Linked DNA regions of Capra hircus: region 2 is linked to region 1. Evidence: chromatin contacts called from public Hi-C data. All regions are on one chromosome and are shown on one strand. The core of a region is the stretch at or near the end of the contact, and the rest is flanking DNA. Distances in the headings are between cores, read along the strand shown.

Region 1 (6,963 bases), core at 2,619-5,118:
TGAAGGCATCAGAGAGTTAACAACAACAACAAAGAGTCAGGCAAGACATGTGAAAGGTTAAGATGCAGAGAAGTAAGCCCAGTGTTCAGACCTCTTCTTGCACTTAGGATATTTGCTTAACTGGAAAAAATAGTTGTGAAACAGATCTATGCTTCTGGCAGCCTTGCAGGATTCAGGAGACAGAGGTCAAAGTCTGCGCCCTACAGAAGTGGAGACTGAGAAACTGCTGTCTTCAGCAGAGGCCCCTAAAGGTGAATAGGAAGTAAACCCACACCTTATTTGGATTTGCAGGCCAGTGCCAAGTCATCTCAGGAGTCCAGGGAGCTTCAAGTTTTGAAATTAGATTCAGCGGTTCTAGATTGATAAAAGCCCACACTGGCCTGGCTGTTGCAAACAAAATCCTCTTTGAAGGAAAGATTATTCTTAATCTCAAATTATCCTCTCACCTATTTGTCAAACCCAATATCCAGCACACAATCTAAGCAGTCACACACAGATATAAGACTCCAAGAAGAGGCGGAAACTGGGACTTCCCTGGAGGTCCAGTGGTTAAGAATGTGCCTGCCAATGCAGGGAAAGTGGGTTCTGTCTCTGGTCCAGGAAGATCTCACATGCCTTGGACCAACTAAGCCATATGACACAACTACTGAGCCCAAGCTCTAGGGCCCATGTGATTCACCTACTGAACACACACGCTGCACCTGCTGAGGCCCACATGCTTAGAGCCTTGTTCTGCAACGAGAGAAACCACCCCAGTGAGAAGCCCTCACACCACAGCGAAGAGTAGCCTCTATTCACCGTAACTAGAGAGAGCCCATGCACAGCAACAAAGACCCAGTGCAGCCAAATATAAATAAAATTAATGAATTAATGAGGAAGAGGCAGACACAATACGCAACAGAAACAGTCTTGACTTGAGATACTGAGATTATTAGACACACTCGCTAAACCAACTATGTTTACTGTGTTGAAAGAATTAAAAGGCAAACTGAAAATTTTCAGCAAGGACCCAAAAGCTGTGAAAAGTGGCAAAGCAGATTTTAAAAAGCACCAAGGAGAATTTCTAGGAATGATAAATGAAATATTAAAAGCTGAGAACTTAATAAACATGTGAAATAGCAAATGAGATACAACTAAAGAGAGAATTAGTAAAGTGGAAGATGAGTTAGAAAAAAGTATTCAGAAAGTAATATAAAAAAGCAAAAGGATGAAAAAGTACACAAGAGACAGTGAAACACACAGTGAGAAGAAAGAGCATATGTTTAAAAGGCATCTCAGAAGGTGAGGAAACAGGGAACAAGGCAGAGGCCACAGTTTGAGAGATAAGGTTGGAGAATTTTCCAGAAAGATCCTAGGCCACAGATTCAAGAATCCAGATGACTCTCAAGCAAGAAAAATAAAAATAAAACCAAACTCTAAGATATTAGGGTAAATTTCAGAAAATATTACGAAAAAGAGAGATAGTTTGGGGCCTGATTGAGAAAAGCTGGGAGTGATAAACTCCGGAAATTGAATTCTATCCTGAAAAGTTTTCACTACTGGGACAAGGTCATCTTTAGGATTCTGAAGGGTGACTCTGGCTTCAGAATGAGTCATTACTGAGATGGGAACCCAGGAAGAAGGAGGGAGGCCAGCTTGGAGGCTATTGTCAAGGTCAAGGTCAAAAATGATAAATGTCTAGATGAAGACAGTGGTAATGAGGGGAAACGGAAACAATGAATACCCAAGAGGTGGAATCAAGAAGGACTTGGTGAATAAGTCGATGTGCGAGTAGAGGAGAGAGATTTGTGGTAGAAGGACTGTCTTTCCACCCCCTTGCCATATTCATGCCCTTTGCAATATGGTCTTGCAATACTTCCCATCAAGAAGTGAAACCTGTTTTCTCTCTCCTTGAATCTGAGCTGGCATTGTGACTTTCTTTGTCCAACAGAATGCTGGAGAAGTGATGTGCCAGTTCCTAGCCTTGGCCCGAAAAGGCCTGCATATTCCCACTCGCTTTCTCAGACCTGCCCCTGCTCTGGGAAGTCCAGGCTATCCCATAGGAGGATAAGAGATGTGTGGTCCATCCCATGCTCATCTAGAATAGCCCCACCAACCTCCAGAAGTATAGCCACCCTGCTGGTCTATAAATCAGGGAGCCCAGCCAAGATCAGAAGCATTGCCCAGCAGACCTCAGAGTAAACTGCCAATCTTCAGAATCATGAGTTAAACAAACAGCTGTTCTTTTAAGCAACAAACTGTCAGAATGGCTTGTTACATAGCAAGAGTTAACTGATTAGATGAGTCATGATTAGTGGTGATATTTTCCAAGTTGGGCAATACAGCAGGAGGTGTGAATGAATGGATGGTTTTCCCATAATACTGGAAGCAAAAAAAAAAAAAGTTTAAAACTATTATTTAGGACTTCCCTGGTGGTAGAGTGGATAAGAAGCCACCTGCCAATGCAGGGGACACAGGTTCGATCCCTGTTCTGGGAAGATTCCACACGGTGCAGAGCAACTAAGCCGGTGAGCCACAGTTACTGAGCTCGAGTGCAGCAACTACTGAAGCCCGCACACCCAGAGCCCACGCTCCACAAGAGAAACCGCCGCAATGAAAAGCCTGTGCACCGCAACTAGAGAGCAGCCCTCACTCGCTGCAAATGGAGAAGGCCCAAGCACGGCCATAAATAAATAAATACATCTTTAAAAAAATTTATACATAAGCCATAACAGGTATGTGCTCTTTTTTTTTTTTTGAGAACTCTCTGGCAGCAAACACATCTTTGGGGGCCAAATCCTCTGAAATAAAGAGGCTGTTCCTTGGGCACAAACCTGCAGCTTTGTTGCTCTGATCCTCAAGTCCTCGGTGGTGGGAGTTTTCATGGCAATGATCCTAACCAGCTTGGAATTTTCCTTCTGCAACCAGTCCTCAAAGTTCCTCAGGGACTGGGGATAATCCTCATGGCTGCCTCCTTCCTCCCTGAGCAGACCTGCCTGCAGGAAGGCACAGCATGGTCAAAGCCTCAGAGTTTCTGCAAACAGCCCACTGGCCATGTGTCCTGGGAATTCCATCCAAGCAGAGGGTGGGGGATGAGGATGCCCAGAGGGAGATAAGAGGCACCTGGAGGGGCGAAGGGATGAGGAAAGCATCTCTACTCAATGTAGACATGATTAGGGACCAAGAACATTGCCCACTGCCACCTCTTTGGTCTCCTGAAGGCTACCAGCATCATCCCTTATCAGGATGTCTACAATGTGATCACCTTCTGCCACTTCTGTCCCTCTTCAAGTTAGGTGGCCAGAGTGATCTGTCCAAGATGCAAGTCCAGGGACTTCCCTGGTGGTCCAGTGGTTAAGAATCCACCTGTCGATTCAGGGGACCCAGGTTTGATCGCTAGTCTGGGAACTCAGATCCCACATGCCGCGGGGCAACTGAGCCGTGAGCCACACCTACCAGAACCTCTGCTCTAGAGCCCACAAGCTACAACTAATGAACCGACACGCTACAACTACGGAAGCCCACATGCTACAGCTACGGAAGCCCACATGCTACAACTACGGAAGCGCACATGCCCTGGAGCCTGTGCTGTGCAACAAGAGAAGCTGCCTCAGTGTGAAACCCGAGCCCTGCAGCGAAGAGTTGCCCCGGCTTGCCACAACTAGGGAAAGCCCGTGCATGGCAATGAAGAGCCCATGCACTGCAACAAAGACTCAGTGAAGCCAACGATTAAAAAATAAACAAAAATAAAAATAATAAATAAAATGCAAGTCCACTCAGCCACGCCATCACTTACACAGCTGAGTAGCTTCTCACACTCGATGCGGCCGGAGAGCCTCAGATTCTGGCCCTGCCTGGCTCTGCGGCTCATGAGACCTGCCCCATTGTCTGAGCCAGGGCCCACAGCCATCTAGCACCCGGCGCTGGTGCTGTCTCCCTCGGGTCCTTGCAGGCACAGTCTCCTCTGCATGGAACACACTCCGTTCCACCTCTCCTTGACTCCCACTCAGCTGTGAGGCGCCCTGAACATCTCATTTTCATCTCTCCAGGGAGGGCTTCGCTACCCCCAAGTCCTTCACTCTGCAGCAGGCTGCCGTGGCCTCTGGGTCTTCTGGCTCCATGAACCACGTGTTCTGTAAACCCTTATTCTATTGCATTGCGGTTCCTGCTTCCCTGCTTCTCAAAATGTGCTTCAAGGCCTAGCAGGCTTAGCATCACCTGGGAGCTTGTAGAAAAGCAGGGTGAGGGGTCCCAGTCCAGATCTTCTGAATCAGAATCTGCATTTTGGTACGATCTGGATGCACACGACAATCTGAAAAACTCTGTGCTGGATGCTACCTTCTCTGAGGGTTGAAAGTATCTCTGTTTTATTTACAGCTGTGTCCCAGCTCCAAGCACAGTTCTCAGAACACAGAAAGACTCAGTAAGAGCTTTCTGGATGGGGAAATGAGAGAAGGAATGGACGTGTCAATGAATTAGTGTGCTGTCTTTGAAGAACAAGGAATTAATTTCTTCTCATTGTGGTTCTTTTTTTTTAAAGGCTGTCAAGGAGAGGGATGGATGATATGATATAGTGAGGTTAGTTCTTTTTACAAAATGTAGTTTCTGTGTGTTATGTGTTAGTCGTTCAGTCGTGTCCAGTTCTTTGCGACCCCATGGACTGGAGCCCTCCAGGCTCCTCTAGTCCATGGGATTCTCCAAGCAAGAATATTAGAGCGGGTTACCATTCCCTTCTCTAGGGAGTCTTTCCAACCTAGGGATCAAACTCGGGTCTTCTGCATTGCAGGCAGATTGTTTACCATCTGAGCCACCAGGGCACCAAAAATACCTATCGTGTGTACTTCTAGTTTGCAGTCTGGTGCTGCTAGCAAGCTTCACACTCTGACACTCTCTTCCCTGCAAGGGAAGCAGTCGGATCTTCTGAGGGTGAGGGCCTGCCTGCCCTAGAGATGCCCAGGACCTTCCTCAGTGCAGACCCTGGGTCTGGGGTCCCAGAGTCCCTCTGCCCAGTGGCCCAGGGCACTCTTGTGTCACCACTGGGCAGGCTCACCAGATACAGGACAGGCCCCAGTCCTGAGCTGAGCATGTGGCCCCAGGCGGGGAGGGGGTTTACTGGTGACACCTTCCCACCATCACCTGACTCGGATCTGGGCCCTCCCCAGAAGCCCATGAGATGGACTTACCTGACGGCGATGCCGGGAAGTAAGATCCGTGGGGAGGATGAGAAACCCAGACTTTGGGATGTTATTGGTGAAAATCATTTTCTTCCCTGAATCCACTTCTGTCGTCCTCTGCAGCTGCCGGTTTCTGATGAGGCTGAGAAGTCAAATCCGCCCGGTCAACGTGATGATGAGATGGGGACTTCCCAGATCACGGGAGAAGTAACAGAACCGGGGAGGGAGGTGACTTCTGGTCCTCACAAGCCCATGCCTGTCCTTCGGGTCAGAAGCTGAAGCTCCCCAGGGCACCTGCGTTTCCAGTTCCCTGCCCGAGACTCACATTACCATCATCAAGGGGCATATATCTACCGATGCAGGTGAGGCCCCAGCCAGCAGGGGCTGGAGGCTAAACTGGGAAGCTTCCCTGCTCTTACTGCCTCTACTTAGAATTGCCTGGGGATGCCCGGAGGCGCCTGGCACCACGCCTGGCACACAGCAGAACCCCAGCCATCTGTTCTAGGAACATGGCTGAGCTCTCCCTGCTGGGAAGGAGGGTTGTCTGAGACCAGGCTCCAACCCAGGAGGCCCTCTCACCTCAGCAGGCTCTCCTCCAGCTGCCTCAAGGCCCTCCATGACTTGGTCAGCTCCTCCAGCTCCCCTTGGACCACAGCAGCTCCCTCCAGAGAAGACGCCTCCATCACCAGCCGGCCGAGCGCTTCCATCACGGGCAGCTGGGCTTCCTTCTCCGGGAATTCAGCCAGCAGCCTCTAAAGGACATACAATCACACACGTACACACACACACACACACACACACACACACACACACACAGTTAAGTCCTGGGGTGGTGGGGTGTCTGCTCCCTGGTATGAGAGCACCATTCACCACCCTCCGCCCGCCCCGAACCTGCCTTTGGGATGCAGGGGAGAGAATAAGCATCTCTGTGAGGAGATTCATCTTACCTCAACCTCAGCCTCCCGGGACTGGGCATCCCATGGGCCCGTGTCCCCACGGTAAGCCTCCAGCTTCTGTGTCATCACAGAGATCCACTGCCGCAGCTTCAGCAGATCGTGGTTGAAGGTGCAATGTTCCCGCAGGCTCTGCTGGCGTCCTTCCAGGAGGTCCTGTGGAACAGCCCCAGGGGAACCAGGCTGAAACCCCTGGCTACCCCATCCTGCAGGACCCTCAGCCCTGCCAGAGCCCTGGGGTGAGATGGCCCCCAGGGCTCCCCACCCAGGGAGGAACACGAGAGGTTGATCTTCTCTTCTGCACAATGCAAGGAATTGACTCCGGAAAGACCAAGTCTGGTTTACAGTGCCTCTAAGCCTGTTCTGCTTTTATGGGAAGTACCAAGTCTGGGTGAGGGTATGGGCGATGGGTGCTCTCTTCCACCACCAGTGTGGGGTATAAACTGGTACAACCACTTGGGAAGACTATCAGTTGGTGCCTACTAAAGCTGAACAGGTATCTGTGTGGCACAACCATTTCACCCCTGCATGTAACACAACAGGTGTGAACTTCACTTTGCAGCCAAATAGAGTGGGTATATTCTGATCGCCATCTAGAAGCACTTACTTTATTGAAAAGCATTATTTTATTTTTTCATTGACATATAGTTGAATAGGAAATCAACCCTGACTATTCACTAGGAGGACTGATGCTGAAGCTGAAGCTCCAGTACTTTGGCCACCTGATGTGAGGAGCTGACTCACTGGAAAAGACCCTGATGCTGGGAAAGATTGAGGGCAGGAGGAAAAGGGCGCAACAGAAGATGAGATGGTTGGATGGCAGTGTTTACTTAATAGACATGAGTTTGAGCAAACTC
Region 2 (6,689 bases), core at 3,859-6,358, 100 kb after region 1:
TAGGTGTGTTTTCTTTGGGGCTAATAACGATCTTGTTGGAGGCCTGGAGTGCTGCAGTCCATGGGATCACAAAGAGTTGGACCCGACTGGGCAACTGAACAAAACAACAATAACATGAAATACTGATCTAACCAGTTATGAGACAACTGAATGAGAAAGTAATGGGAAGAGATATGCATCTGTGGAGGAAGTTAAATCCTCATCTTTCTTAGTGGGAGGGCAACCAACACCTGAACATTAAAAGTTAAGAAAGTAGCTAAGCACACAAGTTCTTTATACAGGGATAAGCACCAAGGAAATTGACTAAGAGATGAAAGTTATCACCTAATGAAAAAGCTTATAAAACCTACTTAGTTCTTCAATCTATATGCATATCTAGATTTGATTAAAATAAAAAATGAGCCAAAAATGAAACAACAAAATCTCAACATTCAGAAAACTAAGATCATGGCATCTGGTCCCATCACTTCTTGGCAAATAGATGAGGAGACAGTGGAAACAGTGGCAGACTTTATTTTTGGGGTCTCCCAAATCACTGCAGATGGTGACTGCAGCCTTGAAATTAAAAGATGCTTACTACTTGGAAGGAAAGTTATGGCCAACCTAGACAGCATATTAAAAAGCACAGACATTACTTTGCCAACAAAGTTCCGTCTAGTCAAGGCTATGGTTTTTCCAGTGGTCATGTATGGATGTGAGTTGGACTATAAAGAAGGCTGAGCGCCAAAGAATTGATGCTTTTGAACTGTGGTGTTGAAGAAGACTCCTGAGAGTCCCTTGGACTGCAAGGAGATCCAACCAGTCCACCCTAAAGGAGATCAGTCCTGAGTGTTCATTGAAAGGACTGATGTTGAAACTGCAACTCCAATACTTTGGCCACCTGATGCGAAGAGCTGACTTACTGGAGAAGACCCTGATGCTGGGAAAGATTGAAGGCGGGAGAAGGGGACAACAGAGGATGAGATGGTTGGATGGCATCACTGACTCAATGGACCTGAGTTTGGGTAAACTCCAGGAGTTGGTGATGGACAGGGAGGCCTGGCATGCAGCAGTCCATGGGGTTGCAAAGAGTTGGACACAACTGCGCAACTGAACTGAACTTTGCCAATGTCACAAATATATTTTTCACAAATCAAGGAAGGGGGAAGATGTGAGGGGCAGGAAATTCCAGGGGCAATCCCAATAAGCTCGTATGAGATGCTCAGGACTGGAAGCCAGACCCCACACATCCCCAAATCCCAGAACAGAATCAGGTTCTGCTGTGACACCTAGGCTTTCATAAAAGTTTCTTCAAGGATTCATTTTCACTTGAATCTCCATTTCCTTTAGACTGAACTAACTCAATTTACAGCATTTTCCTTCATTTTACCCAGATGGAGAGCATTACCTCTGCGGCAGAGAAGGGAATGCCTGAACAAAGCCTCCTTTCCTGCCTCTAAGCTGAGCCCACATGATGTGAGAAACTGCGATTAGCAAAACCGAGGCCACTCCCATGGCCAGAGAAGTATTTATAAACTCAGCTGTCTTGTCAGATAGAGGTAGTAAAGGTTGCAAACGCGTTTCTATCTTTGCCTTACTAGTGAGCAAAACTCCTCTCGGGAGGCTGGGCACTGCCACACATTATTTTGAGGGAATCAAGTTAATTCCAGGATTGCAGTGATGCTCTAAAACGACTCAAGAGCTAAGGTCATCACGGAGAAAGGTCTCGGGTTCTGGCTCAGGTCTACAGAAACCTGGGTCTCGAATGCTATTCTAGCTCAGGAATGTCTGGGGGCTCCAGCCATCCTGCAACACAAGCAGCCACTTTTCTCTTAAAATGACACTTACAGAATGCTCCAGCCAGCTCGGACCTACTGGAAGTTTCTGGGTCATGTGTCCTATACAAAATAACCACACCCTGTCAGAAGGCAGCATGAACCTCAGGACTGAAGTTAGAGTATGAAAACACTGACCCGCCGAGTGTTCAAATAAAGTTCCACCTTTAGGCTGGGTAATCCTTTTTGTTTAGGGCTGATATATAGGAAGAAACGATGTCAAATTTGTAACTATGGGTTCAATCAGCATTTGCTTTCGGAGTGGGTAGAAAGGAGAAATTTTACTAAATATAGTAAAACCTTATCTATAAATAACCACGGGAAAGAAAACCACTTTTAGGATGCCTGAGTCAGCATGTTTACATAGTAGACTAGTTTGGGGTCAAATTACATTTTGTGACCCAAATCCCAGGATTCTCCTAAGTTTCTCGTACTTCCCACCCCCACTTCCCTGTTAATGTCCCCAAGGGAGAGATCACAAAGTGATAAAGAGGGTGACATCCCGTTCAGAACGCCCAAATGCACTTGCATACAAACGCAGATTCCTTACAACTGTTTAAGAAGTGTATTTTTGTCATAGGTTCACTATAGAGTCTCTAGTGAGCAAGTTGATAATTCAGATGCCAAGTTATATACAAGAGGCTGGTGCTTTGGAGGAAATATTTTGAACACTATTTTCTTTGATTCTTTAAATCACTGATGTTTGGTGCCAACACCTGATGAGTGGTTTTAAGTCAAAGACAGAAAGGAATATATTCAACACATACAACATTTTATACTTCAGGTTACTTTATTAAAAACTTACATTTAGGTGTATTGCTTCAATTTCTTTGGTCTAGATACATGATCTCTTTCCCTTCATCATCTTATCAAAGCCATCCCACTTAGCTCTTTGAAAGAACCCCCGCTTGCTTTTCCATGTCCTTGCATTTCCGACAGTCTCACCGTATTGACTGTAACTAGCAACTCTATCGTAAGTTTGCAAAACATAGGGTTCATATTCTTCCTGCTCAACGATTATTCTTAATGACAGCTATATTCTCAACTTAGTAAAATGTCTGTCAATTGTACAGGCAAAGCCAATATTACAGACCAGGCAAACAACAGGCTACTCCCCACCACCCAGTTTCACATTTTGGACCCTCACATAATCGGTTTGCAAATTCTTCTCCCTATTCCAGTGAACACAAGCAGAGAATCAGGCAGCTTATAGGAGGCAATGAACAATTTACATTTTCTGGAACAAACTGTCAATATTTACTGAAAAAATAAAATAAAATAAACTTACTATAAGCACTGGGTTAGCCAAAAAGTTCATGTCGGTTTTCTCAGCTTACAGGAAAACCAAATGAACTTTCTGGCCAACCCAATATGAGTATATGTTAGGTGACCTTGAAAATGATACAGTTCCTAAAGTTATGAGCCACAGATGCTGGACTTCTGGAACAACAGTTAAACTTCCGCATCACATCACTTTCCGTATTATTTCTGTTCATGATGTCTGTTCCTCTGATTTACCTGGAATCAATGACTCTGGGGGAGAAAAAAAGGATTCTTTAAGAAGCTCATCAATCGTGGGTCCCACATTAGTAAAGTACTAAACATCAATAACATCAGAGGGGGGTTAAATAAATATGTCACTGGGGAGCATTTCTGAGGAAAGTCTTGAGTTTAATTTTCAGCTTATGGGGCTCAAGTTTCATGCTGAATGATTATTTAGAAGATACTCTTGCTGAAAGCACATATTTTAATTTTCAGATTTTTAACCTTGAATGCAGAACGAGGTCACCTCCAGCCACAACTTTTAAAATACTTAGGGTTTTAAAAAAAAAAAAAAAAGGAAAGGTAATTTGTAGCAGTACTGAAGTGTCCAACAGAAACCACTTCATCTGTTAAACAATATCTGACTGCCAAAGTTTCTCTTCCTGTCGGTTGATAGACAATGGCATGGCACAGCCATCATCGCCGTGGCAACAGCACTGGGAACTATCAGAGGAAAATTGCACATGGCACTGCCGGCCCTCGAGCAGTCCTGCCTCAGCTTCCTCTGAAGAATGCTTTCTCTGCAAGTCTGGGGTGCTCCAGGGTACCATCAACCCAGTGCGACGCCGAGACTACAGATCACATGGCGATTTCACAGAGCCCCGCTCTTCGGGGGTCACTCTTGTCAGCAACGCAAGCACCCGTTTTACGTACTGAAGATGCAGCGGTGAATGAAGTCAAGGGTCTGGGAGGGAAGGCAACAACAACCTAATGATGCACGACAAGGTGTGACATGCACAATGAAGAATGGAGAAAGCGGTGGGCCTCGGGAGGCTTCCTTTCCCTCCCCTGTACCCCCACATTGCTTTGTGCCCGCCTCTCATCTGTCAACCTTTGGGCACAGGTCTCACTGGACGTCTCTCCCCGGCGCCGTGCCTTGTACGCAGCAGCTGCTCGGAAAACGTTCCTCGAACGAACCAATTCCTTTCTTAAGTTTCTCACTCAACACACCTTTCCTGCGGCCCAGGCCCAGGGGCTTAAGTAGGCTGAAAAGTCAGCGAAGCCCCGACCACACAGACAAGAGCGCCTCGTGAACTTTAAAAGTCAAAAGCTATTTTAGTGAAATAATCGAGGTGCAGAGGCGAGAAAGGGTCTGGGTCTCCCACGTGGGCAGCGGGACAGCCGGAGGGCCGGGACTCAAGCCCCGCGCGCCCCGACCTCGTAACCCCGGCCCGGCCCGGCCCCCAGAGGCCCGCGCGGTCCCTGCTCCCGCCGCGGCCTCACGGAAGCTTCGGCAGCTCACCTAAGCGGACAATGCAGGACCGAGGCCTACTCCAGCCCCTCCAACAACGCGAGCTCACGACCCAGGTACCGGCCAACCGCGCTGCCGTGGCAACGCCGCTGCCGCCGTCTGCACCGGAACCGGAACCCTCGTCTGGACGTGACCCCTTCCCGGCGTTCCGCGGAGCTGCGAAAACCCCGCCCAGCGCCTGACCCAGTCCTCCCACAGTATCCCAGCAGGCCCGTCTACCCTTCGGAGGGAAGTCGTCTTTTTGGTTTCGCCTCTGCTTACCACGGAACGTCGTGACACTGATGGACATCCACTTTCTCCAATCAGCTGACGAAGCGGTTGCCGACGGCCAATGGTAAGGGGGGTGGGTAGTGGCTCAGACGTAAAGACCTCCTTCAACCTGTCGGGGCGGGACGAGCAATCTGATTGGTAGAATCAAGTAATTGCGGGACAGCTCTATCCAATGAGGGAGAGCTATTCGGAGCCGGTCCAATGAGGGCCTCCGGGGGGCGGGCCGAGTCGCCGCGGGCCGGGCCCCGGGAAGGCTCCGGCTGTCTAGCCCAGGTCGCCGCCGGTCAAGAGCTGCGGCCAACGTGCTGGGATGAGCGGCTCCCTGGGCCGGGCGGCGGCGGCGGCGGCGGCGACGGCTCTGCTCCGCTGGGGGCGCGGCGTAGGCGGCGGCCTCCGGGGCCCGGGTGTGCGGGCGGCAGGCTCGGGCGGCAGCGGCTCGTCGGAGCACTTGGACGCGTTGGTGAAGAAGGACAAGGTGGTGGTCTTCCTCAAGGGGACGCCGGAGCAGCCCCAGTGCGGCTTCAGCAACGCCGTGGTGCAGATCCTGCGGCTGCACGGCGTCCGCGACTACGCGGCCTACAACGTGCTGGACGACCCCCAGCTCCGGCAAGGTCAGGGCCGGCTGCGGGCGGGGCTGGGGGGCGACCTTCTTTGGCTGCTCTGCGGGGCCGAGGGTCTGTCGGGCAGGTCCGTCCGGAGGCTCGAGGGGAGGGGGTTAGGGTATGGGTTTCCACACCGCATCAGAGCATCTAGAGTGGGGGCACGATCGAGTTGGAGCTAGGTTTTGAAGATCGGGGGCCCTGGGCCAGTCTGTGCAGCGGGTTTAAGTCCTAGCGGTTCTCCGATCCTCACTCTGAGCTGCAATAGGCGTTTCGGGGCAAGTTCTCTTCGGCTGAGTCCAAGCAACATTATCAGCAGCCCGACTCCCAGCTCTGCAGGAGTGGGGAAGTGGGGCAGAGGGATACAGGAAGAGGCCCTAAGAAGTAATCACTTGGGGACAATTTGAGGGAGTGGCCTGTCCCGTGGATAAGGGACAGGTGCTGTTGATGGTGCCGGGAGGGCCGAGGTTGCCCTTTTCTGAGCCTCGGGGATTCAGAGATTGGCCTGTCGTGCCTCAAGGCTGGGGGATGAGGGTGGTCAGGGACCGTTCTCCGTCGTTGCTTACAAGGAGGGGCTTGACTCAGCTTTTGGAGTGGACTTAGCTGACGTCTGCTGCTGAAAAAGACATGAAAATTTATGTTCAGATACTCAAGGATGGGGGAGATGTGTGGGAGATAGGGTATCTTAGAGAGGTTTGTGGGGAGCTGGACGAGGAATTACTCCTGAGCCCTAGCTAACTCAAGCTGGCAGCTCCAGGAGCCAGTCAGGTTCTGGGGCAAAGTATGCAGAGTCTGTGACTTGTCACTGGCTCTGGAGGGAGGGAGGAGGTCCCTGACAGTTAATTAGCACCTTTGCTGTTGAGTCTCCTGCTGTGAACCTTACCTGCATTCTGCTGTTTCAAGTGAGTTGAGTAGGAGGGACTGGAGAAGGGAATGGCACGGGCACGCATTCCAGTATTCTTGCCTGGAAAACCAGGCCTGCCCTTTGGCTGGGGTGGATGGGGCTGGCAGAGAAATGGGGGGACTGTTCCTGTACCCGCTGAAGCGTGGCATTCCAGTTAGACTTTTCAGTGACTGAGTTCTCCCTGAGTCTTCCTGAGGTTGTTTAGTGACAGTGTCCTAGAGAGTTTTAAGGCACCAAGTTCTCTGGTAGTCTCCATGCCGAGTTCTGTATTCTGCTGTTCTGCATTTGAAGTTGTCCATCATAGTCAT

What was found. Hi-C and Micro-C count contacts between places; a contact is called where the count stands out from the background.
Region 2: a contact with region 1 is called in a Hi-C map of blood, with 3 times the contacts expected there. The contact joins the promoter of GLRX5 here to the enhancer-like site in region 1. A contact is called at or near these places in 2 of 5 Hi-C or Micro-C datasets (both in blood).

Annotation. Positions count from the first base shown.
Region 1 is chr21:59,629,868-59,636,830 of ARS1.2, forward strand. SYNE3 (nesprin-3) reads right to left here. Exons shown (of 18, transcript XM_018066222.1): 12 at 6,101-6,262; 13 at 5,733-5,905; 14 at 5,163-5,295; 15 at 2,814-2,975. Among named protein-coding and RNA genes, the nearest start is that of SYNE3, 81 kb to the right of the region's middle. Within about 2 kb of position 3,869, at least 1 of the 5 cell types and tissues checked has an H3K27ac peak or open chromatin away from gene starts, as enhancers often do.
Region 2 is chr21:59,728,923-59,735,611 of ARS1.2, forward strand. It overlaps GLRX5 (glutaredoxin-related protein 5, mitochondrial), which reads left to right and starts at 5,109. Exons shown (of 2, transcript XM_018066452.1): 1 at 5,109-5,489. The coding sequence starts at 5,189. It overlaps LOC106503380 (a long non-coding RNA gene), which reads right to left and starts at 4,937. Exons shown (of 2, transcript XR_001297050.2): 1 at 4,600-4,937; 2 at 2,586-3,347.